2 separate regions of the Mus musculus genome follow, and region 2 is linked to region 1. A link is a contact called in public promoter capture Hi-C data. All regions are on one chromosome and are shown on one strand. Each heading gives the region's core, a stretch centred on a gene start, on an enhancer-like site or on the middle of the called end of the contact. The rest is flanking DNA. Distances are from core to core; before and after follow the strand shown. Region 1 holds the start of Neurod1 (neurogenic differentiation 1). Region 2 has its middle 25 kb from the start of Gm36153.

What was found. Promoter capture Hi-C pulls out the DNA fragments that hold promoters and counts their contacts.
Region 2: a promoter capture Hi-C map of hippocampal neurons shows a contact between it and region 1, with 3 times the contacts expected there. The contact joins the enhancer-like site here to the promoter of Neurod1 in region 1. A contact is called at or near these places in 3 of 39 promoter capture datasets (the 3T3-L1 cell line, the HPC-7 cell line and hippocampal neurons), 2 of 115 datasets of contacts at active chromatin or transcription factors (astrocytes and forebrain) and 1 of 9 other capture datasets (embryonic stem cells).

What each region holds. Positions count from the first base shown.
Region 1 is chr2:79,455,247-79,458,078 of GRCm38.p6, reverse strand. It overlaps Neurod1 (neurogenic differentiation 1), which reads left to right and starts at 1,443. Exons shown (of 2, transcript NM_010894.3): 1 at 1,443-1,528.
Region 2 is chr2:80,265,659-80,268,490 of GRCm38.p6, reverse strand. No RefSeq gene overlaps it. Among named protein-coding and RNA genes, the nearest start is that of Gm36153, 25 kb to the left of the region's middle. Within about 2 kb of position 1,445, at least 14 of the 459 cell types and tissues checked have an H3K27ac peak or open chromatin away from gene starts, as enhancers often do. A contact at or near this core is called in hippocampal neurons, where this site is marked.

The DNA of each region.
Region 1 (2,832 bases), core at 194-2,693:
CAAGTAGGATGCATTCATTGCAAAGGGGTTGAAGAGGGTAAGAACTTAATGAAGAGTTAGAAGAGGAACTGGAAAGAGAAAGGAGGCCAACCATTCCTCCTCCTCCTCTGTCACTTTTCTTGGGCTAGAAGGACGGAGGATCATCCATCTGAAAGATTCCTCCTTCAGATGGAGAAAATAAAGACTCCTTATTTAAGAATAGATAAGGCTATTCCACAATAGACTTTGCTTGACTCAAAACACAGAGTCCCCAGAAAGGGAAACAGCACATTGAATAGAGTTTTATTGCAGCTTCTCTTTGAGCTTCTTCTGACCAAGGCCCCAGAGATTGAGCACTAGGGGCTCAAGGAAGGCTGTGATTGAATTATGGTCTGTGTCAGAGATGAAATTCCCACCTCTGGTGCGGGGTTGTTTAATCTTAGCATTCCCTAGATGAGCTAGCTGAGGTCATTCATTACTCCAGGAGCATCTGAAAACCAACGGAGCCAAGGTCTGCTGGCAAAAACTAGCTTTAGACACAAAATTCTAGGGTTTAGAGTTGAAGACTCTTAGTGAAGTCTCTGGGGTAGGAGCAGGTGACCGTTAGGTTTACATTTGGAGTGTTCAAGTGTAGGGTATGGAAGCTGACTTGCAAAGGATTCTAGAAGATGCTCTAGTCAGGAAGGTTGAGTCAAGGCTGTGTTTCCAGATGAGGTCGTTTTTATATGAAATAAATGTTTGCCTAGAGAGGTGATGGAGATTAGAAGCCAGCCACCCTTTGGTGGCAATAAGCAAAGCCTCTGCTAAGAGGTAGAAGCTAAGAGATGGGCCTCTCCAGAGAGAACAAAGTCAAACTGCACCACCGGAGACCATTGTCAAGGGAAGGACCCTTCAGTGCACCTCAGTATCTGGGATTGTGAGTGGTTCACCTCTGTCTACCTCTCTGCGCTAAAGCAGTCTTCAGGCTAGGACATAGACTCAGTGATCTTTCTTTACCTTTCCAGCTCGCCTCCCGCAACCCCCCCCCCCCCCACATGTCCTCTGTCTTCTGCTGCCACAAAGGGTTAATCTCTCCTGCGGGTAAAAACAGGTCCGCGGAGTCTCTAACTGGCGACAGATGGGCCACTTTCTTCTGGCCACAAAGGGGCCGGAATGGAGCGCTCCGCGGCATACAAATAGGCAGGTCACGTGGTTCCCGGCTCTTGGCTGGACCGGGAAGACCATATGGCGCATGCCGGGGAGGAAGGAGCAGGGGCGGAGGTACTGTGGGGGTGAGGGGAGTGGTGGTGGAAGGGGGCGGGAGGAAAGTTCTGGGGAGGGGTGAATGAGGGCGGGAGTCGTTCAGTCTGGACGCGTGCGCGATTGCGGGGCGCAGGGACCTGCTCGTTGCTCAGCTCACGGCCCCGCCCGCGCTCAGCATCAGCAACTCGGCTATATAACCCTAGCGCCCGCGCCACCGGGACACGAGGAATTCGCCCACGCAGAAGGCAAGGTGTCCCGAGGCTCCAGGGTTATGAGATCGTCACTATTCAGAACCTTTTAACAACAGGTAATTATGATTCCTATTTTTTACTCTCCCGAGAATAAAAGCAATAATTGAAGAGCTGTACCTTGGTACTTTGCATGCGCACATTTGTGGAGTCGGTTGTCCCTATATTTGAGATCAGTGTCCCTCCTCGTAATTGCCCACAAGTACTCGCACGTAATGAGTCCCAGCACTCAAGTACCCCCTGCAGGCTTTCTAATTACATTTAATTTTTAATAGTATAGAAGCTTTTAGAATGTTTGGGGAGGGGAGTAACTGTAATTATTTGTAAGCGGTTATTTGAAAGTCCCCAAAGCAAACAACCACTTCCAGTTCTCACTTATTCAGGGGAGAAAAGGAGAGAAAGAGAAAAACAAAACAAAACAAAACAAACAAACAAAAACACCTGCTGCCCATAGTTTTATTTGGTGTACAGATATTTAGGCTCATCGTGCATATGAAACTATCTATTTCAGGAGAATGTAGTACTGGAAAACCGATTGGACTCTGAAATAGCTTAGCTGAAATGTAGGGAGAGGGGGAGAAAAGGAAGGAAATTTTCCTGCTACCTGTTACTGTCCCAGAGGCGGCCAAGTCCCCATGCTGGGGCCAGACATTCAGTTGTTTTACTAAAGGCTTTTTACAGTTCTTATGAGAAGCAGCACCTTCACCATTGCCAGTCGCTGACCATTGTAATTACTCCATCTTTTAAAGGGAGGTTTGAGGCGAACTTTGAAAAGCCCCAATAAAGAGCGGGCGGCCCTTTCAATGGGCTGTTTATTAGAGAGGAGCCTTTTGCACCTGATCCCCAGCGCGTGGGAGAGCCTCGCCTGGGAGCCAGAGCTTTTGTACAAGGTGGGAATTTAGCGGGGGCGTGGGGGGGGGGTGGTGAGGCAAAGAAAGAAAGGCAAGAGAGGGATGGAAGACTTGTGCCCACTTCTGTGGCCAAATGTGTTGTCGATAGGAAAATAATTTGATGGAAACTACCTTTCCTCCTCTGTGCATTGGCTCTCCCTTCCATATAATCTTCTTTAAAAATTGGGGTCAGTGCTAGGAAATTACGTAATGGCTTTTCAATTTATTTAAACCTCTAAGTAGTGCGAAGCCAGAGCAGAGATGAGTTCAGAGTATTCCATTTCCAAACTCATCGTTTTTGTGAGTTGGGAGTGACTTGGGACACAGTCAGAAAACCATGCACTCTGTACGCATTTCCACACAGGGCACCTGGCCAGATAATTGCCCTGCACACAGTTGAGCTGATCACTAGGAAAGGCACCCATAGCCACTCATGACAGGCCTAGTGGTACCTACTACGCAGCACCGAGGTA
Region 2 (2,832 bases), core at 196-2,695, 810 kb before region 1:
TTGTAGACCAACACTTTTTACAAATCTAACTGTTAGAAAAGTCTCTAAAGTAGTAACAATTTCAGAGATTGTTATCTAAAAACAATTGTACAGTAGCAAATATAAATAAATAAATTTCAATAAGCTTAGCTAGAAATGAGACTTTCTATTTTGGCATAATAATATAAATGAGACACTAGAGGGCGCTCTACCTCTACTGTGATTCAGGAGATAGCCAAAGTCTTCTAGAGCAAGGAAGGTAGATGAAGATATGTAGGTTTCAGGAAAATTAGAATTTTCACCCAGCATGTAAATAGCACTGGGCTCAGTAGGACTTCTATGCTCTAGTTTAAAATTTTCAGTAGGGACGATTTACGTTCTTTAATGACTAAGACACAATTAAAGTCTCACGAAGGCTCACCTGATTTAAGGAGTTAGAGTTACATGTAATGCCATTTTACTTGATTATATTTTGTTATCAATGCTGTGTAATATTGGGATGGAGGTGGGTGATTATCAGAGTACTGATTCAGGCAATCTACCCCTCCCCTGTGCCCATGTACATTAAATCCACAGGGGAGGCCCCAAAATGTTTTTGGATCTAGCATGTGTTAATCTAATATCCCTCGGTGCTGAATTTGACATTTCGGAGTGTGATGTTAATGAACACATTCCAACACTTATTTCTGAGCCCTTTTCTCCTTGGACCATCGGTGGAGGGAGAGAAGACTCCAATGAGATGGAATTTCATTTAGCACAGAGACCAATTTTGTTTATCAGGTTTTTAAGATCTGAAGTCTATGTCACTTCAGTTATTGCAGTCTCAACACTAATTAAAAAAATTTCCCTATTGTCTCAGAGCAAGCAGCTTTACTATATTTATTTGTTTGTTTGTTTGTTTTTGTTTTCGAGACAGGGTTTCTCTGTGTAGCTCTGGTTGTCCTAGAACTCACTCTGTAGACCAGCCTGGCCTTGAACTCAGAGACCCACCTACTCCTGCTTCTCAAGTACTGGGATTAAAGGTGTGTGCCACCACTGCCCGGCTTCGTAACTAGCAGCATTATCTATTGTCTATGTATTAAAATCTAGGTTAATTTGTAAAATCTAGGCAGCAAATACCTTTCGTGAACATTATTTTGTGATTGAATGAGCGTTGTCCCGTGGGTTTGGTTTATTGAAACAAACAAGCAAGCAAACAAACAAACCCTCCCGCCCCCGCCCCCCCCCCCCCAACCCTGTAATCCCTGCATTGCGTCACTCTTTACAGCTAGGATTGTGTTCTTGGCTATAGGCTCAACTGCGGAAGCTGACCAAAGGATACGAAGTGTCCTTGTATGTACCATCACCGGTAACAACGTTAGATTTCGGTTTGAGTCTAGTCGGCCAAGTACTCAATTCCTCAAACAGCTCAAGTTCTGCTTTTCTCCTTCCATGAAGACGGTAGTTGCAGATGAACGTTTAAGCCAGCAGAGGGGGCTATGCCATCACCTGCCTCCTACGGTTCACGAATCTTCCTTTCTGCACCCTCCTTGCTGTGTTTACCCATCTATCTGTAAGGCCTTCCTCTGCTGCCAACTTTTGCATCACATCCTTTATTCTGTAGCAATAGTCCTTACATTTATATAGCACTTTTGCCGCGCATTATGCGTCTTCAGAGTTTTCGTTCGGTTTATCTAAATCAGGGCTTGTCATCTGACTCCAGGAACTGGATTTCCTTATTAGAAAGAGGGTCACTACTCCCTGAGCTCAGAATGTCACGAGAAACACACATTGGCGTCTTTTTAGCCTATAACTGGATGCTTTTTTAAAAACATAGTATGGCATTTAGTCCGCTAGAACCACACAGTGTTTATTATACACACATACCCTGCCAATTGCAAGGTTTTTAAAAAATAGGTCTGGGTTGAGAGTTGAAGGTCTTCAAACAATTGCCCCAGACAGAAACTCAGTTTCTTAGAGCAGTCTCTCTCAGAAGTGAGTGAACTTCACCTGCACATACTCAGTAGGTATTTTGGTCCTTTATTATTTTTTCTCACTAGATGAATTGGGACTCCTCCCCCCTTCTTCCTCTTCTGCTTAACTTCTGTTGTCAACGACAGACTAGAGTGGTTTTGATAGTTAATTAGCTTCCTGCATAACTGACATTGAAAAGCTGCTTGGTCTACACATGTCTTTAATGCAACCTGGAAGAGATGATTCTAGAGCTCTTTCCACCTAGTATGACTTATTCTTCATGGTGTCCGTATTTTAAGTGGTACCATGATACTGGACTTAATTTTTTTTTCTAGTCTTTTCAGAAAACAAGATGGCATGTCTTTCTCCAAGTGCTCTTGTTCCATCTCTGCAGAGCTACAAATCTATCTCAGTAGAAGACAAGTTGACTTCTGTAAGTCTTGGGCACATTGTAAAAGCAAGACACGTTTGTAAGGACCTCACAGGAACTATGACAGATTGCAGATGGTTACAGGTGCCAAGTAATGCGATGCTCTGGGAAGATGTGCCACCTAATCTCACCATACTATACTGAGAAGAGACCAGAGACAAATCCTGCTGTTAAGAGCCAGGCATCCATCTGGGTAGGATGCCATCTCACTATGGTACCTTGTCTGGGGGTGCAACACCCTGGTAAAGCCAGTAAGAGCAAGGCTCATCTCACACGGCTGCTGCCTTTAAAAAATTCATGGAGCAGAATCGTTCTGGCAGATCTGATATCGCTGATCTTTAGCTGGGTGAGTTTACAGTGCTAATTCAGTCAGTCTCTGCGGTATGGTCAACTTATAAACACAAAACACTGAAACCCAAACCCAAATCTGCAAAGAAATCAAAGTGCCAATTTTTTTGTGTTACCCACAG